Linked DNA regions of Mus musculus: all the other regions are linked to region 6. Evidence: chromatin contacts called from public HiChIP or PLAC-seq and promoter capture Hi-C data. All regions are on one chromosome and are shown on one strand. The core of a region is the stretch at or near the end of the contact, and the rest is flanking DNA. Distances in the headings are between cores, read along the strand shown.

Region 1 (3,558 bases), core at 385-2,884, 410 kb after region 6:
AAGAGTGAAAAAGCTCAAAGTCCCAGAGAAAACTGACTTGGGCCAGCATCCAAAAGCAACAGCTGGGAAGCAAGAGGAAAAGTTAACACCTGCTGGGCTCAGGACTCACAAAGGCAGGTGGGCCCTGCGGAACTTCGTGGCGGATCCAGACTAAGTACACTAGGGACAGACATCCTGGAAGGAAAAGTACACTATCTCAACACAGAGCAAGTTATCCCCCTATGTCCCCTGCCATTCTCATGCACTATTGCATCGTAGACCTCAGCATGGGGCACTGGACATATCTTTCTCATTAGCCGATACTTGGATCACCTTCGACAAGTGCCATTTCCCCGAAGGCCTTTCATTAGTCTTTTCTTGACCAACATCTTCATTTGCCCATTCCTTCATTTATTCACTAATGAGTTAACACAGTTGTTTTGAGTGCCTAGCATGGGCCATGAAACATGAAGACAAATGCTCAAGTGAATACCCCCAAGACGTTCATATTGTTCTACCAGTGAAGCAGACACACGGTAACAGATCGTAGTAGAAGAGAAATCCATCTTCTCTTGGGGTCGGTATGCACCCTGTGTACAGTGGTAGGGAGATCCAGTTCCACTGAGTGACGTCATGTGTTTCGAGGGCTGAGTGGGTGAGAGGTGGGGCAATTGACTCGAAAAGCAGCCCAGGAGATGGGGTGGGAGGAGGGGAAACAGGAGCCATCCCAGAACTATTGGTAGTGCAGCCTTGTGACTTGGTTCTGTTTCTCTCACTCAAGCTCTTATTCTGTATCAGACCCCTAGCTGAGGGTCAATGTCAGCCGTACAAGGATAGGATGCAGGTGGCAGACTTAGCAAACAGCCAGATTTGGAAGAGCCTTGGACAAGTATCTTACTCCACACGGTACACAGGGGAAAGATTTAAAAAGATGTGGGCATCCAAGTCACCAAGTTCTTGGCATGCACTAGAGCCCTTCTTACCAAAGAAGCCAGAGACAGCAACTGTTCCAGAACTCAGGTCTCGAACATGCCAGGTCCAGCCACCCTCAACAAGCCAATCAAGAGACACACATTAAAATTGAACAGCCAAAGTGATATTTATCCATTGTGTTTGCGATCTCCAAGTTCGATGATATAATGGGATTTAACGACAGGCTAACATCTAAGAACATTCGCGGAAATTCGAGTTTTAGGGAGGAGGCACCTGGGAGCTCCTCCAGTTTTATCAGTAAAGAAACACAAATCTTAACCAGCCAAGTCTGAAGATGATGCCAAATTTAACAACGACCAGGGCTGGCAGTGGCACTTCAGAGAGCAAAAAGGGCCATTGGATGAAACTTAGACGTGTAAGGGGAAAAAAAGGAATGTCCTAGCTAACCTCTGGGAGGGCAAACAGTCCGCCGTATCTAAGCAACCGTAGTCCTCTAGGAGGCTTTTGTGATTGGCTCACTATTTCCCCAATGGAGGCTCCGGGAAGCTTCCCGCCGCCACTGGCGCCCTCTTCGAACAGCCGCGCTCTTGCAACTGCGGGCGACTTCTCAACCGACCTTGTGGGAGGCGGGTTTTCCGCCCCATAGCTCCGCCCAGCCGTCAGGCCCATCGAGCAGCGGCGGCGATTGGAGGAGGCGGCTGCTCGTCGAGTGGCGGGGTTCGCGGGCTAGGGTGTAACCGGGAAGGTGCTCGCGGCTGGAAGTCAGGGCAGCGGGTTGCGGGTTGCGGGAGGTGACTGCGGTCTCCCGGCCAGGCTGGCGGCTGCGGGATCGGGACCCGCGTTCGAGTCTCCTACACCGGGGCTGTGCTTGCTGGCTCCCTTCTCGATCTTCAGCCTGGGCGTCCCATCGGCAGACCTGTGCGCGCCCGTGGTTCTTGGACCCCGGGCCCAGTTCTTTGGTAAGGGCGCTGCGTGAGTACACCCAGTCGAGGGGGCTTCCTGTATTTTGGGGTTACTGTCTTCTGCTCACCTTGGTTTTCCATGCTGCTATCGGTACTACCGAGCTCAAGAGATTGTCATTGCCCCCTCCCTCCGTACTCTTTGTAGTAGGAACAGGATTTGGAAAGTGTCTAAAATAGACTGTTGCGTTCTGGCTGTTTCCACCCTGTAAGAGAAGTTAGTGTGTAAGCTAGTGCGTGCAGTTTTCTAACTCCCAGGGCAATTACATTTAGTCCATCTTGTAGTCATGCATTTTTCAGTGTGATTTAAGCTGAATTTCACTTCGTAGCTTCACAATTCTTGATTGTTTGCATGTAAATAAAGGCTGAAGTTTGAAGCCACAAGCAAAGGATATAAGCCATGCGCTCTGGAAGTGGCCAGAATGCACTTTGGATGGAGCAGGCATCTAGAGGAGGGCGGAGTCCTTATCCGGGAGTTGTAAGGTTTCCCACACCTATGATGTTTTCACCGTTTCATTACTAAAGAAACGGAAGCAGTTACGATTGCACAGCTGCCAGAGCTGAGGATCTTCAGTTCTTAATTGCTTACAGCCATATTACATCCTTTGGGATGCAAACAAACAAACAAACAAACAATTTGGAATGTAAACAAATAAAAAGAGATCTGCCTAAAGACCCTATCTACTCCGGTGGGAGTAGATAATAGTTTCAGCAGTTAAGAGATTGTCAATGCTCTTGCAAGAGGCTGTGAGTTCATTTCTTGCACCCAAATTGTATAGGTCACAACTACGTGTGACTCCGGCTCCAGGGGAATCCTAAGGCCTGTGACCCAATGGATATATTCACTCATAATGATGATGATGATGATAAATATTTTTGGAAAGGAAAATATACACTAAAGTTTGCTCACAAAACAAGTAAATATTTTTCCCTCTATGTGAGGGGGTGGAAGGGGGTGACCAAAAACTACCAGGGACAGTGCTGACAAGTATTGTCAGACAAGTATTGACAAGCTGGGTCAGAGGTGTAAGAGAAGACAGCTGTGCTTCTTGTATTCTTGTAGTGGGGTTAGGAAAAGTTTCCCGGCTAGAGTGAGACTATTAACCAGGGAGCTGTATTTTAGGGAGCACACTGCCCACGTTGATCCCTTGGTTTATGTTTTAAGTGGTCAGCTCTCTGGTCAAGCATAGGAGTAGGCCACTGTTCCTACTAATGGCATAATTTTGCCATATTCACCAAGATACAGTTTTACTATGGCAAATGCACATTGCTATCGATTGTTTTCATGATGATCTGTCAGCACACATCTCACCAGCAATTTATTTATTAAAGCCACAAAAAAACATAGAGTTGTGGCCATTTTCAATGTAGTAGTTGAAGGTAGCACGGTGCTACTTAGAGTACACTTCCTGAATTCTTCATGGACTTAACCTCTGTGTGTGTGTGTGTGTGCGCGCGCGCGCGCGCGCGAGTGGATATTTGTATGGCTCCACCCTGTTAGAGACTGGTATCTGTGGCTGTTCAGTGTTTAGGCCATGCTAGCTGGCGTTGCCCAGGACGTTCCAGACAGCCTCTCACCTGTGCCTCCCCGTCCCGTAGAAGTGTTCCTTACAGATGCCTGGGCTCTCTGTCTGGCCTTAATGTGGTTTCTGAAGATTTGAACTCAGGTCTGCACACTTGCATGGCC
Region 2 (3,456 bases), core at 717-3,216, 460 kb before region 6:
GCTGCAGTCTTCCATAGACTACGCCTGCTTGGGCAGTGTTCCAAGGGAAGGATTGGATTGGTGGAGATGGGCTTAAACGTGGATTCTTTCTGGCTTTGTTATAATTCTGTTTTAGAGATTAAAGCCCTCAAGTCAGGAACGACTGAGGAAAAAGTTTCTAGAAATCATTCGGTAGTTTAATTCCCACAGCAAGGGTGATGTCACATTCTGAGTTATGGAGCAGAGAGTATTTTTATAAAAGTAAAAATGCTTAGAGTTGAAATGGATATATTCACTATCTTCAAGATAAACGACTCGGAGACACTTTGGAAGGAGACAGTGAGAAGCTGAGAGTGAAAGTAGAAGGCTGTCAGGGAATGAAGAAAGTGCGTTCCTTTAAGCCTCATCTATGGGCAATCTTGCAAGTGAGAAGAACTTTCAGGAAGATGTAAAATAAGAGAAGAGGAAAGCTGTCCACATGCATGTGGTCCACGTGCTCTGCAGTCCACAGATGCTTTTAGCTCCATCCTTAACAATGGTTATCAGTTAGCACCACTCTCTCAGCATCTAATGAACCAGTAAAACAGAACCTGTCAGATTAGTCCCCAGGGACAATTCTCTTGTCTTAACAAGTTGGCTTAGACACCTTGATTAGTCGTTTTCTTCTGGCCAGATGGGGCACCAGATGTCATCCTCACGTTCTGTGTTCTCCCTCCTGACGCCATCCAACGTCTGCTCTGGCTCCTTTTGGTACCTGCCTCATGAAACAAAGAAGTAATTATGAAAAGGCTGTATGTGGTGGAAATATCTGTAATCCTAGCAACCAGGAAGCTGAGGCAGGGGGATTGCTGTGAGTTTGAGGCTAGTCTAGGATATATGGCAAGTGACAGACCTTCAGATCCTGTATCAAAACAGACAGACAGACAAACAAACAAACAAATAAACCAGAAAAAAAGTCCTGTGGGTGAGGACTGATTTGCCTATGTATTTTTTCAGAGGAAAGACTAACATAAAGAAATTTCTTTGTATTCTAAAAGCATTCTTTGATTGCTTCTGGGGTAGAGATAGTCGTTGACTTTAGCTGTGTACCCATCAGTGAGACCACCAGGCTGAAACAGATAGTTCCAAACCCATGGCTACACAAGTGCTCCTGGCTAAAATCAGAGAGTCTCCAAACAAAAAGAGGCATGACTGTGGGATTCAGGAGGGGAGCATGGTAGGAGTGAGCAGGAGATAGGGAAGGCTGTGGTGACCAAATGCACTACTTATGTGCTTATAATTGTCAAAGAACAAATTTAACTGACAAGAACACTCCTCCTGACAATCTCCTTTTAGCTGGAGGGCCCGAGGTTCTCCTCTAAGTTCTGGCTACTCTTCCCTTCTTTCCCATGCTCTTCAACTTGCTATGACATCAAATGTGCACTTATCCTGCTTGGTCCTAATCTGCTTTCAGGGTGTTTAGGAGATAGCCATATATGAAGGGACAGGGGCGGGCAAGAGAAATGAAATACTCCCAACCCTCAGGAGCCTCAAACAGATGATAGATCAAAGCCACTCTGGTGCTTGAGCCCTAGAAAGAATAATTGCTAAAAGGGGAGGGCCCTTCAGCATGTGTAGGTCCATGCTCCATTTCTTAGGGAAATAGAAAGCTTCGTTCATTCATGTTCAATAAACACACAGAATAGCACTGTGAGCCAGGCATGTGTCAGATATCAGGAACAAAACCATGGGCCAGATGAGGAGGTTCCCATGCCACTGAAGCTTGGGAAGTAATGAGAAGGCCAATGTAGTCCACAAATACAGTCTAGAGTGCCATCGACTCCGAGAGGAACAGTACCAGGGTTTGTGGGACACATAGGAAGTGGCTTGTGGAGGAAGTGCCATATGAGTTAATATGTGAGTTGAAGAGGGTGGGGCCGTGGTTACATGGCTATACTTATAGGGAAGATGACTCATGAAGGTCCCCAGATGGAAAAGAGTTAAGCTGAGCATTTCTGAAGTGCAGACACGAGGAGTGAACAGAGGATTGTGGAAAGTGAGGGAAGGAGGGAGAAACCAGGTAAGACCCATGAGCAGAAACAAGATGGTAGAGGTCTTAGCTGATGTGTTAAATCTTTCTTTCCTGAGGCTGATGTGAGGACTTCTGGGTTTCTTAGCAGGGTTATGACCTGATGCCATTCCACTTTAACGAGGATGTCTGTAGTTTTGATGTGGACACTGGTCTATAGCTTCCCAGGTCTGGACCAAGACAGGCCTATGAGCATAAGCACAGAGGAAGAATGGTGTGTGGTCAGCTGTAAGGTCCTAGATGATACCCACCGCCTAGGCAGGGATGCGGGCAGAGAGGAGGCTTTGGAGAGATGGTCTGGGCAGTCTTGGAACTGATAGCATGGAAGGTGTACAGGAGGGAACAGGGGGGTTTCTAATGTGTTATAATTACTCCTGATTCTAGTAGCACATGGCAACAATGACCAATCTTTGTGCTTAGACTCATCAGTTTTATTAATCTGGGCACTAGGAACGCCTAGATTCCTACTCTCAGCACCTCTTTTTTTGTCAGGCACCCCCCCCCCCCGGGAGGTAACAGGGAGACAAATGGATGGTTTCTGGCATTTTGGACACCAAGAGATCGGTATTAGAACCTTGGGGATTGATGCACTTCCCTTTAAACATCTTTTTTTTTTGTAACTGCTAAGCCAAACGTACTATTCTTCCCCTTATTTGGTGTCCGTGCGGCTGACCACACGGTACTTCTTTCAGTACACTCCATATGTTCTGCATGTAACTTCTCTGGGCAGGAAGCAGATACATCATTTCTGTTTCTAACCAACAGAATGCCGCCGATTCCATACGCCTGCTTGCTCTGCCACTTGTTTGCAATGCTTCATGTGCTCATTTCCACAGGTTGTGAATGTTGTGTGTAATCTGTTTGTGCATTGGCTCACTTTAGATCTTTGATAGGGTTTATCTCATAAAAAATTAGGCCACACACAGGAAAAAAAAGATAATAATGGTATTATTTTAGTGTGTTGGGTAGCAACTAAGAGAAGAACATATATATAGATAGGTGAGTAGAAAATTTTGGGTTGTGGTGAGTTGCAGCCTGGTTAGCAATTCCCAATTCCTAGTGTTTGTGATAAGTTAGAAAAGTTGATTAAAATTGTTTGCCAAATCCAGTGCACACATATGTGCTTATCAGGGGTTGCCATAAAGCCTTCACTGAGAAGTTCAAAAATTTCACTATGATGTAACATAGTCTGCTAAGAAAAACTGACAATAGACAAGTTAGCAGGGATGAGAAAACACTATGAGTTGTTGGTGACCAGCCAGTAATAATTCTGGATTCCAAGATGAAGACGCAAAGACAGATGCTGAGTCAACAATCCATTTTTGTGGGCTGTTTCACTGAAGCAGAGGGTGCCATATAGCCATTTGATTGGACAGAAATGGTCTGAGCCAACAAAAGATGATGTAGTA
Region 3 (3,524 bases), core at 447-2,946, 420 kb before region 6:
GATCCACCCCCCCACCCCCGCCCATGAGAGTCTCTACTGGACTGCTCTCTGCCTGACAGTCCTGAAGCAGATTCCCAGTGAATCCGATTTGATTAAAAAACAAACCAAAACACACTTGTCTAATAGGGTCATGTGCTTGTTACTAAGTCTGCCTTAGGTAGAGGCACACAGGGATAGTGTGGGAGTCAAAGAGACCCAGGTACATATTTTAGCAGTCTTTGTGCTTGCTAGGATTTTCAATGCCTTATATGCTTCAGTTATAAAACTGGGATAGGGAAATAAGGACATGATATTAGTTCTGACTCATTCACAATGTATTCTGTGCACAGTCAGGAAAGCATTACTAATGTGAATACATAGCCCATGAGTTTGTTCAAATCATTCTAGCATAGAAACTAACTCAAAATTTCAGAGCATCCAGTGATTTAAGATGCAGATACCCGCTAGCCCCTTTCTAAGGTAGATGATCAATGGCTCTCTGGCAAGTGTTATGAAGAGAGATTGGTAACTTCCTAAAGACTGAGATGAGAAGCTGAGGCACCAGTGACAATGCCACAGCCAGCTGAAAGATGTGTGTTGGAGAAAGAGCTCAAGGAGCCCGTTTTTAAGTTTTTATTTTTAATTTTAATCAGTTTGAAAGTTGGCATAAAGGTATTTCTCAATGTGTTTTGCAATTGAATGCATGTAATTGAATCATCTTAGCTAGTTTACTTTTGTACGAATAGCCGATCATAATCTCATTTATTTCTATAAGTCTTATACAATTAATTGACAAAGTTTGGAAGATGATGTACTTCTAATTTAAAAAATCTTAAACGATGGAAAATGTTGCTTCAGCTCATTCCAGAAATCTCTTCCCTGACATGGTTCACCACCATTGTGCCACTGGTCCTGGTGATCTCGATGACGGCTGTCAAGGATGCCACCGACGACTATGTGAGTATTCATGCCTGAGAAGGCTTGGTGTTTCCCTTTAATTGTATTTCTACCTTTTCAGAAACAGAGACCTAGCCAGTGGGGCTAAAGAATAGTCAAGGGTGAGACAGAGAGGAAGGCTTGTAATTAATTTATGTGATGCTCCTTCACAGTTGTTGTATGCATAATTTTTAATAAATCTATAATTTGATGTGAGCCATCTAAAACTGGCCATACACAAGTGTATAATGCACTTGCTTAATGTGGTATGTGTTCGTCCCCTAATGAAGTGCTTAATGAGTTTCAAGGTACACACTGACACTGTGACATCCAGGGTGAAAAAAAGAGAGCCTGACACAACTATGATGTATGTGTATGTGTGTTTTTGTATGTGTATGTATGCATGCATGTATCTATGTATACACATATATTTTGAAATACAAAAGGGAAATCACTTATTCTTCTGATTATGTCTATGAACTAAAGCTTCATGCCTCCGACATCACACCAGTTCATCTGAGGGTGTGCACTAACATGCTGAGATACCTTTGTCCCTGAGTAAGCTTATTGTCTCTTTGATACATGTGTCTCTAATTTGGGCTCTTGTTATTGGACCTTGACAGCTCATATAGAAGCTCTTATCTGAATGGCTTCTAGTTTCAGAGCCTAAAGGGAAGCTCTTCATATTTGCATTTTTCCTAGAGATAGAAGATGGTTGCTTTGCTGGAGCATATGAAGCAATATGAAGCATTATATAGTCTGACCACTTGGTCATAAAACATAAACCCTTGGCCAAGTGTGACTCAGCATTTCATTCTTATTTCTGTTTTAAGTGAGTGGTGTTTCATAATATCACTGTTAACAATTAGGATTTCTGAAGAATAAAATATATGTTGTTAAAAGTAATTTCTCGGTTTTTAAAACCACAGTGCAGACTGATCCGCTATAGCAAGTGCAGAGTGCCCCTGTGAGGGATAGAACTTGCAGTTCCTGGTGGAAGTTCTCAAAACTGTGTGGGTTTTCTCTGGACTACAAGGCAAATGGCGTGCTGTGTTCTTAGAAGCAAGTAGAAATGTGTAAGGATTAGAGTTGTGGGTCTAGCGTGCAGCATATGTGTGCATATGAGTGCACACACAGAGAGAAGATTCCGGTGGTGATGTGTGTGCCAGGATGAGATGTAGGGAGGTGAGCATTGATTACGTGTATGGGACTCTGCTCCAGGTAAGTGCAAGCTGTGCTCATATTTGGACAGTAACATTGTCTAAATAGACTAACTCGAAATATGCCCAGTGCTGCTGTTAGGATTGATGAAGTGTGACTTAAGATAGGTCTCTCTTAAATTTTTTTTTCAGTTCCGTCACAAGAGTGATAATCAAGTGAATAACCGGCAGTCTAAGGTGCTCATCAATAGCAAGTAAGAAATCCGTTCTCTGGCCTGCCTGCCTGCCTGCCTGCCTGCCTGCCTGCCTGCCTGCCTGCCTGCCTTCCTTCCTTCCTTCCTTCCTTCCTTCCTTCCTTCCTTCCTTCCTTCCTTCCTTCCTCCCACCGTTCCTCTGTTCCTCCGTTCCTCCCTCCCTCCCTCCCTCCTTCTTCCCTTCCTCCCTGCTTCCCTCCTTCTTTTCTTTTTTCTTTTTAAAGATTTATTTTATATATAGTGTTCTGCCTGCATATATGCCTGCAGGCCAGAAGAGGGCACCAGATCCCATTATAGATGGTCATGAGCCACCATGTGGTTTCTGGGAATTGAACTCAGGACCTCTGGAAGAGCAGTCAGTGCTCTTAACCTCTGAGCCATGTCTCTAGCCCTCTTTGGATTTTTAAATGATTGGTGGCTTTCTATTTTAATTATATGAATATTTCTGTCCTTTAACTTATTGGAAATTGAAGTATATCTTGATCATCGTTTCATGAGTCTTTTTCACACCTAGCAAATTCTTTGGGAGTTTCTTTTGTGGAACACAGACATGTATTTGATATTATAGTACCAAGAAAGTAGCAATGATAGGTTTTTATATGCCTCCTATAGTTGATTTAGAATACATTATCCATAGTCACATGGATTTCCCTCGTATTTAATTTCATGCATTGATAAATACCATCCATGGAAGCAGAACTAACATCAGCAGTGACTTCAGACACGAGTATGTTTACCCAAAGAACAGGGAAAACACTAGAGAATTGGGAAGGAAAACTCCAAGCTCCTTTCCAATGTTTCTTTTTATCTTACTTACTTTTTTGTATGGACCACTTTCCATATCTTTTAAATTTTTAATGAATTTCCTAGCTTATGAAGTAATAGGTTCCGTGTTTTTAGACATGTATCATTTGTGTGATTCTCCATCTTCCTTGCCCCCTTTCCACTGCACCCTCTCACCTCCAGCATCCTCCTGGTCCAAATGTTCTACCGCCTTCCCCAGTATCCTCTTTTAAAGGTTCTCTATTTTTCCAGCCTCATGGGCTCCTTTCTCATTTTGTGGGCTCTAGTCCAATTTACTCCCATCTTGACACACACATTTAAGAGTTATAGGCTAGGATCCACATATGAGGGAGAATATACAGATTTGTCTTAGCCTGGGTAAATAGAATGTCCCGCTGAGAGGTGCCTCAGC
Region 4 (3,577 bases), core at 17-2,516, 360 kb after region 6:
AAAATCATTACAATGGGTTTTTCCAAATTAGAGGTCACAGTAGCTTTATAAATCATGAAGATACATGTGCAGTCAAAATTCCAGAAGCGTTTGTAACACATTTTAAGATGACAGCACACATGATAACACGTCTACATTTATACCCACATTTACTTGGACTACTCTGTGGGGTAGATGAATACTCAATCTTAAACCTCAAGTTTAGCTTTTGATAACTGATGTGTATAAATCACCAAAAAGAATTTGGAAAGTTTTTTTTTTTTTCAATAGCCTTTCAGTTCGAATTAAAGACATCTTGGAATGTATTTCCCCCCATTCTTTAATTAGATTCTTGTATTGGTAGTCACAATTTACTCTTCCAAACCATCTTTAAAAGCTTAACAGAGAAAGCTCTTCTCCAATGTAAGGAAAATCATCTCGATCAACAGTCTGAACCAGAGGTTTTTGCTGAGCCCCTGTGAGACCAAAGAGGAACGATTTGGTCTTTTTCTCCTCGCGATTCTCAGGTTTAACACTCCTCCTTCCTCGATTCTCCTTTTCCACAATGCATGGTCATTCACTGTCCCGTCTTCTATTCCGAGAAACAAAAACCAACTGTTTTTATTTTTTGCACAGAACTATTTGGAATGAACCCCAAAATAGCAGAATGTTGAATCTCTCCCTCTCAGGTAGTTTCCTCCTCTCTCGTCAGCATTTACTCTCGATCAATGATCTCATCACAACCGAGCTCTTCGGTCAGTCGATTGACAACCATCAGCGAAAACAGCTCTTCGATAAAAGCTAGCTGGTCGAAAGGGCTCTTCTCACACCGCGCCTGAAAGCCGCCATCCAGGGCATCTCCGGCTCGCGCGGTTCGCAGGAACACCTTGTTGGCTTCCTCCAGGGCGGCGGACACCCTGTGCATCGCGCCGCTCCAGCGCTCCTCTTCAGGGAACTCGTAGTCGTCCTCCCAGTCATCAAACTCGTCGCCTTCCAGGTCCGCGCCAGCCTCGGGGAACAGACCGCGCTGGGCGCGGGCGGCGGCCGGCCCGGCCTCCTCCTCCATGGGGCCCTCCTCCGGGGCCGGCCCGCGGGCCCCGCGGCCTACCTCCATATAGCCCTCGCCGGGCAGCACGTCCATCTGCAACTCGTTGCTTTCTTCGTACAGCTCGCAAAGCTCTGCCATCTCCGCCATGGTGGAAGCGACTCGACCAAGGTGGAAAAAAAAAAGGAACCTTTTGCAGAGACGGGCGCGCGAACGGGCGTGGTGCGCGTGCGCAGGCAAGAGGGCGTGCGTGGAGCGCGAGCTGGGGGGGGGGGGCGCGTGCGCAGGCGAGTGGGCATGCGTGATGCGCGTGCGGAGCACGTTTCACGTGCGCAAACGGGTAGGCGGGCGTGGTGCGCGTGCCAGCATGGCGTGCGTGTGCTGGCGAGTAGGCCGCTTGGTCCACGGGGGGGGGGGGGGGCGTGGTGCGCGGGCGCGGGCGCGGGCGCGAGCTCTTCCCTTCCCACCCCTCACCCCCTATGTTTCCCGGACTCCCACCTCACCCTCACACCCACTCAGGACCCGCGATGCTTCCGCTGGTGACCCACCTGGAGACCAGCTCTAAGTTCCTTGCCAAGTGCTTGCTTTGCCTAGATGGAAAGCCCTGGCCTTCTGTCACAGATGCCATCTCTCCTCCACCTCCCTGCCTCCCCAGCGTTCCTGTGATCAGCATGTCCATTACCTCTCACCATTTCAAATCCCACTAGTCCCGTCCTGCGCACTGAGAAAATTTAACTTTTCGGTTTTTTTCTTCTGAATTTATTGAAGTTGACCTAACCAAAGATAAATTGTGTGTATGTCCACACGTATATACCATGGGGAAACTAAACCACATACATGTGTGAGTACTAGGATAAAGAAAGGTGGAAAATAGGCTATACATATTTTAAATATATACAGATAATCACGCGCCACGGTTGCTCTACAAACTTAAACTGTAGCCAATAGTGTTTGAGAATATCCACACCCTTACCACGTATTGTTTTATGGAATTAATATAAGTAAACTTAAGTTTTATCAATTTGATCTCTCTTTCGTGTGTATGCGTTTGTTTGCCTGTCTGTAATGTTTGTGTGCCACGTGTGTGCATTGTGCCTACAGAGGCCAAAAGAGGGCGTTGGAACTCCTAGAAACGAAGTCAGTTGTACACTGCCCTGTGATTACTGGGAGTCGAACCCTGGTCCTTAGTGTGAGCAGCCGATGCTGTTTACTGCTGAGCCATTTCTCCAGCCTTGATTGTATCTTTATAATCTTTCCATAGCTTTAGTTTATTATTCGTGGATGCAATGGCCCTGTCATGTCCAAGAGACAATGCTCCATAGCATTCCTCTTTATCTTATATAATTTTTGCCAATGGTCATTTTTTATATTCTTCAGCGAACTTTTCTCCAAAGTGTTACATGATCCTTACTAGTTTTACATACTTGAACATATTTGTATGAAATCTTCCTCTTTATCCATTAAATGAAGTTTCTCATGAGCTGTTATTGGAATATAATCTTTGCATGTTGATTTTTGTTCTTATTGAAATGTTAATAGAGAAAAGTGCACAGGTAATGTGTGTGGCTTAATTATCACAAGCTACATATATTTGTTTACTTACTACCCAGAAGAAAAGGCATCATTCGTGGATCCCAGAAAACCACTCTTCTCTCTTTTTGTGCCTCGTGAATAACCACAATTCAGACTTTATGCAAATAGTTCAATAAAAAGTTTGCCAGTTTTGATAAATGAAACGATGTATTGATATATTCTTTGTTTTGACTTCTTTTTTAACCCAACAAATATGTTGTCATATTTTAAGCAGTCTACTATTTGAATATCACAATAGTCACCTTCAGGATTGCTTCTAATTCAGGGCTATTATAAATAGCCTAGTTATTTCATTTCCTAAGGAAACATCTTGTTGCACAACTTTATTCAATTATTGTTGAGTATGCTTCTAGGAGCAGTTTTGCTTGGCTGTCTTGTATGTACAGCCTTCGTAGGTTCTGCCTCACAGTTCTGCAATCAGGATTCATTGGTAGTTGCATAGCTGGCATTTTAATTAACCTTTAAAACCTATACAAGTCAGTTATTGCACTGTGATTTCCAAACACAAGCAAACAAATTAGAATCTCCAATAAAACAATCATTTTGGGTTAAATTAGTGCAGTTATTTGGCTAGTGATATCAGAAGTCTTTATGTTTTTCAATCGTTTTTAGGTTTATGTGTGGGTGTTTTGCCTACTTGTGTGTACTATGTACATGTTCTGTGCCCCTAGAGGCCAGAAAAGGGCTTTGCATCTTCTGGAACCAGAGTCACAGGTTGTTTGAGACAACATGTTGGTACTGGGACTGGAACCAGGGTCCTTAACCTCTGAGCAACCTCTCTATCCCCCATGTTAGAAATCTTAATATTAGTGTGTTTGGATACATAGTAGTGAATAACTAAACAAAAGTAAATACACTAAGTCTATAAACAGAAAAAATAAATAAGAGTATGAAGGGAAGGGGGGAAATGTTCTGGTTAAATTGATGACACATGTTTCCAAGTCTGCTTTTTTAACTCTC
Region 5 (3,777 bases), core at 304-2,803, 390 kb before region 6:
TTTTAATTGAAAAATTTGATCACAAAAGCCAAGCAAAACAAAATGATATAACCAGTGCTTAGTGAATGATTTTTCAACATACCCTTGCTTGGTCTGAAATTTTAAAGTTTGAGTTAGTATGTTATCTGTAATCACACCCCCTTTCACTTATGACTTCATTGTGAGCTTTGACCCATGATACACTAGTTTTTAGAATTGGTATGTTGTTCTGAGAGTAAGGATAATGTGCATGACAGCCAAGACGAAGAGCTCTGCAGTCTAGAAAGTCCTGGGAGCTCCCAAAGCGATGCTCACAATCGCCCCACAAATGCATCTTTCCCTCTGTTATGGCTCTGGTATCCCAGCACTCACACACCTGGATGTTCTGAACAGCAGCAGACAAAACAGACATACCGAGCAAAGCATGTCTGAGAAACATTTCTGTTTCTCACAGATGTCATCCTAGAACCCAGGGGCCACCACAGCAGAGTACTAGTCTTGATCAGGGCGGTGGCATTTTTCTAGTCCCACAACTTAATCCTGGAGCATTTTCAAGGATGATGCCAACACTCTAGTCTCAGGCTCTTCAAGTGGGTTGTTGACACTCACCATGACCTCTGATGGCCTCTGCTGGATATAGGGGAGTCCCTTTCCCTTTTCCCTCACAGATTTGCATAGGCAATGAATTGATTAAGTTATGAGAGTGTTTTTTATAAGTTCTTAAGAAATTTCATGGCTGTGGATTGATACTATTCCTCAGTGTTTTCTTTTCTTCTTTAACTTAACGAACATTTACACCCAATGAACCCTGGAGACAATGTATTTGGCTCTGAGGCCTCAAAGATATCCAGTAGATTATTCTCAAGTTTCTTCGGATGGGAATACTGCCTTTAAGCTTCCACTGGGTATCTGCTCGGGTTTTTCTCTTGCCCAGGAAGGCTGGGGGAAAGGTGTTTGTGTTGGAGCATGCTGCATGCTGCTTCCTATGTGGAGTCATAGCTGAATCCTTCCACCAATAACTGATAAAAGAAAAGACTAGGGGATAATGGAAGGTGGCGTTGGCCTGGTCCAGCTAGGCATCTGGACAATCACACTTTCTCTCCCTGTTGTATGTCTCTGCTATGGCCTCTCGGTAGTTTGCTCACACTACTAGCCCACCACCTCTGACAAAAGCTTGACCAAGGACTAGCAAGGCTATTGCTATAATTCTTTGCCCGTTCCCTTTCAGGATTATTGCAGAGTGCCTTAGAAAGTCTAACTCTAACTGTGTGCTAGATGCCTTTCACAACTTACTCTGCTGGATGGACACCATCAATCTTGTTCTCCCACACACACTCTTTAATGATAACTAAAAAAAGCCTCCAAGGAAGATGTTAGCAGTAGGGAAGAGAAGAGGGTGTGAGTGAGGAGAGGAATGGTCAGCGATATCAAAGGTGACATGAGAGGGTTTAGGAAGAGGTAGGAGGGTAGGTTTCCAGGGAGACAGAGTAGGGAAAGTTAGACAGGAGGGTTAAGGTACTCCCGTGTTCCAGTCTAAGTTGGGTGAGTGCTGGTTAAGAGACCTTAGCCACTAGGTGGCAGTGGAACCTTAGTCGCTTGTCTGAGGTTGAGGTGGCTCTGCCCCTGGTTTACTGCAGAGGAAGCATTAAACACAGCCAGATTCAATATTGAACAGTGACATTGCATTACCATCTACACAGAGCTCTGAGGAAAAGCTACACCAGATACCAACAGGCATCTTTATCCATGCACCATAAAGAGTTCTAATTATGCATTATTACAATAAGGAATTTTAGCTTGTGTTTAAAGTTATCTTTCTATCCTTAAGATGATAGCCGTAGCTCCAAAGGGCATTCACCTTTACCGCTAGCATGCCGTCTGCCAGGACATGGTGAAACTGGAACATATGACCGGAGATCAAGGCGAATCTACCCCCCAGCACAGATTCTTTTTTTTTTTTTGGGTCAGGATTAGGTGAGCGTTAGTGTAAGAGTGGGCCCCAGATGGACATATTCTCTGAGGGGGTTTGCATGGAACACACCGAGGGGCTCACAAAGCAGTTTCTGCCTTGACTGGCTTCTGTGGTGATTCCTTCAGAGCTGAGAGAGTCACCAGGATGCAGGGGCGTTTGTTCCTCTGGGAGCTATCATGGAGCCTTCATTTAAACAACTCTCATTGTCCCCCCCGCCCCCCGTTTTTGATAATTTAAACAACCCAGACAATTAACTGAGTGGGTTGATTTTGAACTTAAAATCTAAGACTTGAAGATAAAGCCATTATAATGTCTTTCTAAATAAAAGATTTTAGAGACTTGGACTGTCAACCTTTCAGATACACGTAGAGGTTTGTTAGGCTAAAGTTTCATAAGTTGCTGAAACTTAGGTCAGTTCTTTTTAGATGAATCCTCCAGAATTACATTTATTTTTAAATAAGAATTTTAATTTGAGAAAAAAACAAAACCAGCCAGAATTCTAAAAGTGAACTGTGATGTATTTTCTTCCTCCCCCTTTTGACATCTTTAGATGTTTTATTCAGTAAAATGTAGCAGAATTTTGGATCTTATTTTAGTATTTTTTGGAGTCTAACTGGGACATATTACCTTCAAAACTTGGTTTTATAGCACTGGTCACCACTGCTCTTTTTTTGTTTTGTTTTGTTTTCCCAATATAACATTTCTATTGATTCCCTGGAAATTTCACATCACGCACACTGATCAAACTCATTTCTCAGTCCTTCCACCCTTATGATCTCCCTTCAGGGAGGTAAAATAAAAAAAGTAAAAATAAAAATGAATAGAACCCCCTTAAGCCCAATTTGCGTTATCTGTGAACTCACTGGAGCATGGTCAAACTGTGACACCTGCCTCTCAAATAGGACTGAGCCCTTCCCGGCCGCACTCACGCCAGCCGTCAGCTGTGGAGAGTTATGCTTCAATGTCACCATCCACTTGCAAGAGTTCATTTTGGTGGCTTCCTGTCTAGGAGATGGCTCAGTCATTAAAGCCTAGGCTCACAACCAAAACTGGGTTGAAGTCTTTTCTAAAGCGTCATTTTCCAGAGCACCCTCTGCGCTCTTTGAGTGGGCCCCACTTTCTCTTGTCTCTCTCGTGTTTTACTCTTTCCCATTGCTGTGTGGGCCCCGCTTTCTCTCGTGTTTTACTCTTCCATCGCTTCCTCATCTCTTCGCCTTGCGTCCATGTTGCTCTTGTTTACTTTCATTTCTTCTTTTCTTTGGTTTTCCTTCTGTTTTATCCGCGCGTTCTCACCCTCTTGACTCCTTTCCTGCTTTAAGCGGCTCAGACACCAGCACACAAGGAGGGTTAATTCGCTCATTTATTGGAAAATGATCTCTGTTTTTCATAAGAAATTATTAAATCCAGAAAAATAGAATTCATATATGACTTTCGAAACTGGCAACCCAGATCACTAGTAGTTTGCACGTTGCCAGGAGACCTGCTCATACCCTGATGGTCCCAAAGCATGGGCACACAGAGTGGGAGGTGGTGCCTCCCTCCTCAGTGTTGCCAGGGCTATGAAGGAGGGGTGATGCATGGAGGAGAGGTTTCAACAACCCTGATTCTTACCTGTCCCTCTGTATTGGTTTCTCAACCAGGCTGACCTGCTGCTCCTGTCGAGCAGTGAGCCACACGGTCTCTGTTATGTTGAAACAGCTGAGCTTGACGGGTAAGTACTAAACCAGAGCGGCTGCTTAGGCTGTTTAACCTAAACGTCCTGAGCGACCAGAGGTGCATCTTCTGCATTTCCTTGTAAAACATAGAAGTCTACGTTGTAAAGTCCT
Region 6 (3,885 bases), core at 644-3,143:
TAAAACAAACTCATTAGACTTTTAAAGATGTTCCAGGGCATCACCGACTCCCTTCTGTTTTAGAAGCACACAGTTTTTGGTGCTCAGGAAGTAGATTCTTAACCGGTTAGTACCATGGCAGAGTCCTTTCAAAAGCAACACCACTAATAAAGACAGATACATCCTCTGCTCCTTAAACTCCTGGCTGGTAGTTTGGTGAACACCTACTGAGAGCTCTATGCACACCGCTGCTGAGCTTTGCTAGGGAAACAATCACACATGAGCATGCGTGCTCACTGACATGGTTTCTTACTAACCAGTAGTTTGGATTTAAGCCACAGAGTATTTTCCAACTATATCAGTTCCAACCATAAGGTGAGGACACTTGCCCTATTACCAGAGATATTTTAGGGAGTTAGTGCAGAAATCCCAAGGTAGAAAAATTAGGACTTGATATATGACACTGATTTTTTTTTTTTGCCCCCATAGGAAAGGAGAACACAGCACTGGAAAGTGAACCTTAGACAAACCTTAAAGAGCTAAGCAGGGCTGTGATAAAGGCATCACTTACTGTAGCTGTTCTTCATCTCCTGGGTCCCTTTCACTTTGCCTCGTTTGTCAATCCTCAGGTACCACTGGGTGCGACAGAACAGTCTTCTCACCCTTATATCCCCTCCTTCCATGTAGTCATAACTTCTGGTGTGTCGCTCGGGGCTGGAACAGTTCACACTCGTAGCCGTTTGCTCCGGACTCATGTCATTGCAAGCTAGAGATATAGTGCCCACTAGACAGACGAGGTGGAAGCATGATCTGTAGAGCAGAGTTGGCAGGATCCGTGTCAGTATCCATTTGCGCATTATAGTGTAGTGCCCCGGGTGTTCATGAATAACATAATGAGAATTGAATCTTGCGTTGATTGCTACTCCTAGGTCATGGGCCTCCTCCTATTTGTGAACTGGAGATTGATGAGAGAAAAAGTCGTCGCTCTTTCCAAACTGTTAACCTTATCTTTTAGCTTCTGATACCAATAACACGATTCCTCCTTCAGGAACACAGCTGATAGGTATATCCTTATAGAAACAGGTCGTGACAAGGCCAGTTGCTGCAGTGCGGTTGCTCCTTGACTTCTGCTCGAAGAGAGAGATTAGGAATGGGGAGGGGGAGAGGAGAGGGAGATAAAAAAAATTGTATGTATAAATTTCAGTAGTTAGATAGTCTAACATGTCAGTGTAGTTAAATGTTGAAAGCACGTTTAAAACAGCTCCCACAGAGGACGTGAGCATCTCTGCCACTCTGCACATAGATTCAGAAGCGCTATGCGTTAGTGAGGAGACACCACAAGAAAACCACACCATTCATTCCAGTTGCTATCTTGTCAGGAAACACTGTGTACTCACAGCTATTGAGTTAAATCAAGTTTTACAGCCTCTATCGACAAAGTTGAAGTTGAATTCCCTGGAATTCATTAGTCTATGCTTTTACATTTGTGCTTTATAATTATTTTCCCTTAAACTACCCAGATTTTTCAAGTTAAGTGTCAGGATTGCCCTGGAGAACCTCAAGAGTCTCCTTCCATCCGTCCGTACTACAGCACAATTTCTGTAGATATTTTCACAGCTCAAAAGTCTTTCCCCCCTGACCCCACCCCAGGACAATAACCACAGAAAGAGAAAATCTTTCAGAAAAGAGCATTGTTTTAAAGACAAATAACAGTAACTTACTTGTTCTGTTTGGAACAGCTGGGTACACAAGAGTTCCGTGTCTGCTGTCTGCCTCGTGCAACTTGAGCCTCTCTACTGTAGCTACAAACTATTTCTCAGCTGAGAAATCCCCCAGCAGAATCATAATTGTTTCCATAAATCAACAGGCAAAAGGATTTTCTCCGTGTGTGAGCGCGTGCGCTTGTGTGAGTGCGTGGAGCCTTTTATTCAGAGATTTTCAATAAATACCTTTGCTGACCTCATTGGAAGCAATTAAAACTTAACCAGTGAGCTGTTCGTTGTCTAAAACAGCAGAATTAGGAGGCTTGTACACTGTTGAGTGGTCGTAAGGGGGAGCTGTGGACACGGCTTCGGCTTAAATCCACAAGTGGGCATTCACGCTGTGGAAACAGACCTCTGATTCCCAAGCCGTTACAAAGAGAAAGGAAAATGTTAGACCTTTTAAACACAGAAGCTGTACAGTCTGTGAAAAACATATGTCCCTACAACATATATAAGGGCTTCTTAAATGTTAGATGATCTTTACAATACATTGGCACGGAGGAGGTTGGTAAGTGAGGGTATGTTTTTAGTCCTTCAAATTCAGAGCACTAGAGCAACCCAAGGCTCAGGGCCTGAAAGCAGGTATCCCTAGGCAAGGACACATCTTTTCACAGATCTTGCACAATTGGGTGTGAGTCTTTAGGCTGAGAAGACCTAGTTTCTTACCGGACTGGGATTCTAACAAACAGTGTGGCCTTGGCTCCATCCCTTACTTCCCCATGGCTCAGCTGCTGCTTCAGGTATCAAATCAATGGCCACGTCTAATCAGGCTAGGGTGTGCTGCCGTTTTAACATCCTGTCTTGTGATTTATTTCAAAGGATGACACACAGAAGCAAAGGACACATAATTTGCAAAACTATCATTCTTTTAGAAAAATGGTTTCACCTTAGTATTTGACTTGTGCCTTCCTGAGAGCAATAGCATAAAAAATAACTGATAATTCCAGGAATAATAAGGCCAATAGCTAATGGATACAAGAGAGTCCTTTTGCTTTCCAGCCTGAGCTTGTGCCTATCCTGTACTGAGCAAGACTGTGACTGTCTGTATCTTACACTTAGTATGGAGCCATCGTATCACCACCCTAAATGAATATTTAAGAATACATACATTAAAATTCTCTTTTCCTTGTACCTGCAAAACACACACACACACACAGAGAGAGAGAGAGAGAGACACACACACAACTTCGCACTTAACATACACTACCACCAGGTGGTGCAGGTAGACCAAATAGAGACAGAGACCCAAAATTGAATCATTTGGATGTGATTGTTCTTCCCTTTCCCATTGTGCTTACAGAGGGCAGAGTCAACAGCACCCCATATTTCAAACATACACAGTTGTCTTCGATTCATGAAATATTAAAGCACTAGGCTTTCAAAGCAGAGGAGGGTGTGCTGTTCTATAACTGTATCTATTTAAAGCCAGAGAGTTCAGAACATCCCATGATTTTTCTCCCAGGGAGGAATAGGAAAGGACAGAAGGTATGATGATGTTCTTAGTGATATCCCACCATCCGGGGGCGGGGACATTAGTAATGAGCAGATTCAGAATTCTTACGAGTTGACGTTCCATAGAGAAATGGAGGTTATGCAGTCAGTTCTCAGTGCACACTACAGAATGCCCAGTCTCTTTACAATGTGCAGGGGAGGGAGTGTTCGCAATGTTGGAGCCAAGGTATAAAATGACTCTCTGAGGAATGTCACTGAGCAGGTTACAGTCAGGCAGGAAATTGTATCAGTTTAAATTCCTTTCGAAGTTATTGATTACTTTCCAGTGATGGGACCAAGACGGGGTGGGGAATTTCATTCCTGTCCTTGAGACCCTTACTTGTTAGCAATGGTTCTCATTAGGCTAGCGGTTCAGCTATCTGTAGGACAGCTGCTCTCTTTGTCCTTGTGAGTTACCCAGTGGCAGACATCCTCTGTCCTTACTGTAAAGCACATACAGAAGAGAGCAGCAGAGTTCCCTGCTCTGTGCTCTTTCCAGATAACGGTAGCTTCATCCTTAGTTGAAAATATCTCCACCTTGTGCATTGTAAATCCATAAGAAAAGGATCTACATCTATTGACTTTTAAAGATTAATGTTGTCACCTGAAAAGCTTCAAATAGAAGCGTATCTCAAAAAGAAGAAGTGTGTCG
Region 7 (3,583 bases), core at 267-2,766, 290 kb before region 6:
TTTATTTATTTATTTATTTATTTATTTATTTATTTATTTGAGAGCTGTTGTTGAACGTTGATGGGTACATATACCCTGTCAGGTTTCGGGACATTACCTAGAAGCAGGAATCTGTTCCTCTGGGTCCTTCTGCACCCCCCCCCCCACAATGTTTTCCTGAGCCTCTGATTTTGGGGCTGTGCTGGAGATGTTGTTTAAAAAGCAACACCTTCATATTTGTAAATTACATACACACAGAGACATATGCAGAGATACACATACAGACATAAACACACACACACACACAGACACACACACAGAGACATACACAGAGATACACATACAGACATAAACACACAGACTCACAGACACAGACAGACAGACATACACAGAGATACACATACAGACATAAACACACAGACTCACAGATACACACAGACACACAGACATACACAGTGATACACATACAGACATAAACACACAGACACACAGACATACACAGTGATACACATACAGACATAAACACACAGACACACAGACATACACAGACACACACACACAGACACACAGACATACACAGAGATACACATACAGACATAAACACAGACACAGACAGACAGAAAAACAGACAGACAGACATAGACACGCACACACACACACATACACACACACCCCAAACCAGAATAAATGAAAAGCTCAGAAGTCTCATGATAAGTTGACCTTCCTTAAGAGGGAGAACATTCTGAGTCTAATTTCTGAAAATTTCTCCTAATTCAGTTACTAGTGACTGCAAGATCTAGAGAGCCTCTAAAAGGGAAAGAGAGGTGAAAGACGGGGTATTGGGACTATAGACATAACATTCTATACAAAAGTATGCTCAAGATCCCGGGCTCTGTTCCCAACACTGTTACTAAAACAAAACAACCCCCTGACCCCCCAACTCACCATATGGCCCATGAAATTGAGTCAGTAATGAATTTTATCGGAATGTTTCTTGTTTACACGAGAACGGGAAAAAATTGATTAGTGTCTAGTGTCCTCTTTGAGGTGGAGAATGTTACGGCTTTAGGCTTAACGTTTCCTTTTGGAGTAAAGACAAAGATTCTCTTGTTGTAGCCGTTCAATTAAGTAACAAAAATGGCTTCCGTTTTACTCGGTGGCTGGGTGTCTGGAGTCTAATGCTTGGGTTCACGGTTGCACTGTGGCGCTCTTTCTCTCCAGATCCGCCGGTGGCAGAAAGCTCAGCGAAAGAAAAGACCCCTGCGAAGCAGAAGGCCTCAGACCCGCAGGTCGAGCTCTAGAAGATCTGGATACGCGTTTGCTCACCAGGAGGGCTACGGAGAGCTCATCACATCTGGAAAAAATATGCGAGCGAAAAGTCCAGCCCCAGCATCGGGGCTGGAAAAGAAGCTTTATAATAACACGAGCTGGATTGAAAATTTATGTAAGAAAACCACAGACGCGGTGAGCGGCTTTAGTCATGATAAGACAGTGAAATTGTGAGTCAAGATAGACTTGACCACAAAGCCGTCTTTTCACCTCATCTGGGGCTGAGCTTAGGCAGCTCAGGGGCCAGGAGCAGGGCAGATCACATTGCTTAACTTAAATCCATGGCCTCCAGCTGCCAACGCCTGTCAGATAGCGATGTTTTCTGCAGGATTCCAGGCCAGATGGGCACTGTCCAATCTGTGATTCTGTAGACCAAGGCCTCATGGGACAAGTACAGATTTTATTAACTTAAACACCAATCCATCCGAATTTTGAATCTTATTTATGGAAAAAAAAAAAAGGCCGTAAATTAGCATCTATGTTGGATGGGTCTTAGGTATGTAAAAGGTATGTTCCAATGATGTGTTTCAACCAAAAACGCATGTCAACAGATACACCACGTACGTGAAGAGTGCCTTTCCCAGATGCAATTGCAGAATTTAAAGTATGTGGTGTGGTGCTCTCAGATCGAGAGTGAGTCTTTCTCTAGACTTGAGCTCCCCTTGCCAGGATAACAAAGCCTTACATGCTCAGAGAATGCATTAAAAAGTCCGTGGGGTTATCTGTTTACAAACAGGGACAAAAGCAACTGAATGTTTCTGCCGAGGGGGCTGCTAACATGGTTAGGTTTATAGAGAGAGTGTTCAGACTGTTCCATGTGGGGACAAAATACAGTGGCTCCTCTAATGTCCCTAATGTGTCAAGGACTTGTGTGACAATGTCAGTAGTAATCCGTTGCATGTTACATGGATGCAGACAGAACCATCAGCGTGGTAGAACACTGCCCTTTATTGACAGTGTTCCATGCAGGCCATGGGCAAATGCTGCTGACAGATCCCATTTAAAAACTTGAAACTTGAAAGTCTCTACAGGCAGTCTCTACTGTTACCATTCACTCAGGCTTAGGCCATTGAGACTCAGTTCCTTTTAGTGTCTAGCTGTCCTGTTTATGGCTCAAACATCTAAATGTATAGATATATAGATGAAGCTGATTTTTAAAATAGACATTGCAGCCCAATTTGGGGATCTGTAGACAACTCACTAGGTTCTGTATTCAAATTGCTGCTGACACCCACTTACCTCCGTGATGGGGAGGTAAGGTGCCTTTCCTGAGACTCCTCTACAAAGTCAGGACGCACTACCTACCTCCCGTGGTTGATGACTATCAAGCACACATTCTCAAACCATCAGAAACACAACTCACATACGAATGTACTCATCAGGCTTTAGCTAACTCATCATCAGAGAAGCAGAGGGGAGAGACTTCAGGACCTGGGATGCCAGTCGCCAGTGGGACTGTCAAAGAAATGAGGTTGCTAAGTATGATAGAAAGCAAATAAAACTGTAGACTGGGGAATAGATTTATCTACAAGGAAATAAACAAAACCAAACAAAACCAACCAACCAACCAACCAACCAACCAAACAAACAAACAAAAAGTCATGTTTTCCAAAAATCAGCAATTAGCTCTCTAGCCTTCCTTCTCTGGGTTCCCAGGCAATTGCTGATCAACCAAAACTACTTTGCACAAAGAGCTTGTTAATCTTATGTGGTCTTGATGGATGATGGGCTGGGATGGTGTTAATAGGTCAGTGTCCCCTGCCCAATGGGTCTTGATTTCTAAGCCTAATGTTTTCTAAATGATACTCAGTGAGATAATCGGTATGCAGTAGCCTACTACCTAGAGCCTTTACCCATAGCAAATGCTTGTCATGATTCCTTTCTCTATACATATCTACCTAGAAAAAAAGGTAAGATTTTCATGTCTAATGATCAGCTAAAGTGTGCTTGTTTATGTTTTATAACAATTTTGAAGACTTTGGATATTTCCAGTAAATGTTTTACCATCGTTGGTGTTTGGTGTTTTCTTTCTTTCTTATTGGGAGCTCACTGGGGAAACTTTTTGCTATGTCGTGCTAGCTTTCTCAATTGAGTTCTCTCTCTCTCTCTCTCTCTCTCTCTCTCTCTCTCTCTCTCTCTCTCTCTCTCTCTCTCTCATCTTTTCCTCTACTTACCCCCCGTCCCTCCTTTATATGTCTGGAAAAAATATATGTCCTTTGTAGCACTGGAGTCAAGAATTAGATGAACCAAACGGATTCATGTGCAATACTAGAAA

The links. Promoter capture Hi-C pulls out the DNA fragments that hold promoters and counts their contacts. HiChIP or PLAC-seq counts read pairs in DNA pulled down with a chosen protein or histone mark.
Region 1: a promoter capture Hi-C map of embryonic stem cells shows a contact between it and region 6, with 4 times the contacts expected there. The contact joins the promoter of Cep152 here to the promoter of Fgf7 in region 6. A contact is called at or near these places in 8 of 39 promoter capture datasets (the 3T3-L1 cell line, the HPC-7 cell line, cranial neural crest and 4 more), 1 of 484 Hi-C or Micro-C datasets (adipose-derived mesenchymal stem cells) and 2 of 115 datasets of contacts at active chromatin or transcription factors (embryonic stem cells and extraembryonic endoderm stem cells).
Region 2: a contact with region 6 is called in a promoter capture Hi-C map of embryonic stem cells, with 4 times the contacts expected there. The contact joins the promoter of Atp8b4 here to the promoter of Fgf7 in region 6. A contact is called at or near these places in 11 of 39 promoter capture datasets (the 3T3-L1 cell line, the C10 cell line, cranial neural crest and 5 more).
Region 3: an H3K27ac HiChIP or PLAC-seq map of the NIH/3T3 cell line shows a contact between it and region 6, with 7 times the contacts expected there. The contact joins the enhancer-like site here to the promoter of Fgf7 in region 6. A contact is called at or near these places in 10 of 39 promoter capture datasets (the 3T3-L1 cell line, 3T3-L1-derived adipocytes, cranial neural crest and 5 more), 2 of 484 Hi-C or Micro-C datasets (cortical neurons and embryonic stem cells), 3 of 115 datasets of contacts at active chromatin or transcription factors (the NIH/3T3 cell line, cardiomyocytes and embryonic fibroblasts) and 1 of 9 other capture datasets (embryonic stem cells).
Region 4: a FOXA1 HiChIP or PLAC-seq map of pancreatic cancer cells shows a contact between it and region 6. The contact joins the promoter of Eid1 here to the promoter of Fgf7 in region 6. A contact is called at or near these places in 16 of 39 promoter capture datasets (the 3T3-L1 cell line, 3T3-L1-derived adipocytes, the C10 cell line and 11 more), 2 of 15 datasets of contacts at CTCF or cohesin (large pre-B cells and pro-B cells), 38 of 484 Hi-C or Micro-C datasets (the 3T3-L1 cell line, the C2C12 cell line, CD8 T cells and 22 more) and 4 of 115 datasets of contacts at active chromatin or transcription factors (the NIH/3T3 cell line, embryonic limb bud, pancreatic cancer cells and 1 more).
Region 5: an H3K27ac HiChIP or PLAC-seq map of the NIH/3T3 cell line shows a contact between it and region 6, with 8 times the contacts expected there. The contact joins the enhancer-like site here to the promoter of Fgf7 in region 6. A contact is called at or near these places in 19 of 39 promoter capture datasets (the 3T3-L1 cell line, 3T3-L1-derived adipocytes, the HPC-7 cell line and 12 more), 25 of 484 Hi-C or Micro-C datasets (the 3T3-L1 cell line, 3T3-L1-derived adipocytes, the C2C12 cell line and 14 more), 4 of 115 datasets of contacts at active chromatin or transcription factors (the NIH/3T3 cell line, fibro-adipogenic progenitors, heart atrium and 1 more) and 2 of 9 other capture datasets (adipose tissue and pancreatic islet).
Region 7: a contact with region 6 is called in a promoter capture Hi-C map of the 3T3-L1 cell line, with 7 times the contacts expected there. The contact joins the enhancer-like site here to the promoter of Fgf7 in region 6. A contact is called at or near these places in 13 of 39 promoter capture datasets (the 3T3-L1 cell line, 3T3-L1-derived adipocytes, the C10 cell line and 6 more), 4 of 484 Hi-C or Micro-C datasets (3T3-L1-derived adipocytes, adipose-derived mesenchymal stem cells and embryonic fibroblasts), 2 of 115 datasets of contacts at active chromatin or transcription factors (heart atrium and pancreatic cancer cells) and 4 of 9 other capture datasets (adipose tissue, liver, macrophages and 1 more).

Annotation. Positions count from the first base shown.
Region 1 is chr2:125,623,189-125,626,746 of GRCm38.p6, reverse strand. It overlaps Cep152 (centrosomal protein 152), which reads left to right and starts at 1,634. Exons shown (of 28, transcript NM_001081091.1): 1 at 1,634-1,871.
Region 2 is chr2:126,490,063-126,493,518 of GRCm38.p6, reverse strand. It overlaps Atp8b4 (ATPase, class I, type 8B, member 4), which reads left to right and starts at 1,966. Exons shown (of 28, transcript NM_001080944.3): 1 at 1,966-2,038.
Region 3 is chr2:126,457,048-126,460,571 of GRCm38.p6, reverse strand. Atp8b4 (ATPase, class I, type 8B, member 4) reads left to right here. Exons shown (of 28, transcript NM_001080944.3): 5 at 838-936; 6 at 2,268-2,329. Among named protein-coding and RNA genes, the nearest start is that of Atp8b4, 33 kb to the left of the region's middle. Within about 2 kb of position 1,696, at least 2 of the 459 cell types and tissues checked have an H3K27ac peak or open chromatin away from gene starts, as enhancers often do. A contact at or near this core is called in the NIH/3T3 cell line, where this site is marked.
Region 4 is chr2:125,670,789-125,674,365 of GRCm38.p6, reverse strand. It overlaps Eid1 (EP300 interacting inhibitor of differentiation 1), which reads right to left and starts at 1,266. Exons shown (of 1, transcript NM_025613.3): 1 at 1-1,266. The coding sequence starts at 1,174. The coding sequence ends at 695. All of the region lies in intron 4 of Shc4 (SHC (Src homology 2 domain containing) family, member 4), which reads left to right.
Region 5 is chr2:126,427,242-126,431,018 of GRCm38.p6, reverse strand. Atp8b4 (ATPase, class I, type 8B, member 4) reads left to right here. Exons shown (of 28, transcript NM_001080944.3): 8 at 3,592-3,662. Among named protein-coding and RNA genes, the nearest start is that of Atp8b4, 62 kb to the left of the region's middle. Within about 2 kb of position 1,553, at least 18 of the 459 cell types and tissues checked have an H3K27ac peak or open chromatin away from gene starts, as enhancers often do. A contact at or near this core is called in the NIH/3T3 cell line, beige adipocytes and cancer-associated fibroblasts, where this site is marked.
Region 6 is chr2:126,032,666-126,036,550 of GRCm38.p6, reverse strand. Fgf7 (fibroblast growth factor 7) reads right to left here and starts at 1,893. Exons shown (of 4, transcript NM_008008.4): 1 at 1,701-1,893; 2 at 551-1,106. The coding sequence starts at 836. The region is part of intron 11 of Fam227b (family with sequence similarity 227, member B); the gene reads left to right.
Region 7 is chr2:126,320,709-126,324,291 of GRCm38.p6, reverse strand. It overlaps Atp8b4 (ATPase, class I, type 8B, member 4), which reads left to right. Exons shown (of 28, transcript NM_001080944.3): 28 at 1,201-3,319. The coding sequence ends at 1,482. Among named protein-coding and RNA genes, the nearest start is that of Atp8b4, 170 kb to the left of the region's middle. Within about 2 kb of position 1,516, at least 36 of the 459 cell types and tissues checked have an H3K27ac peak or open chromatin away from gene starts, as enhancers often do. A contact at or near this core is called in adipose-derived mesenchymal stem cells and pancreatic cancer cells, where this site is marked.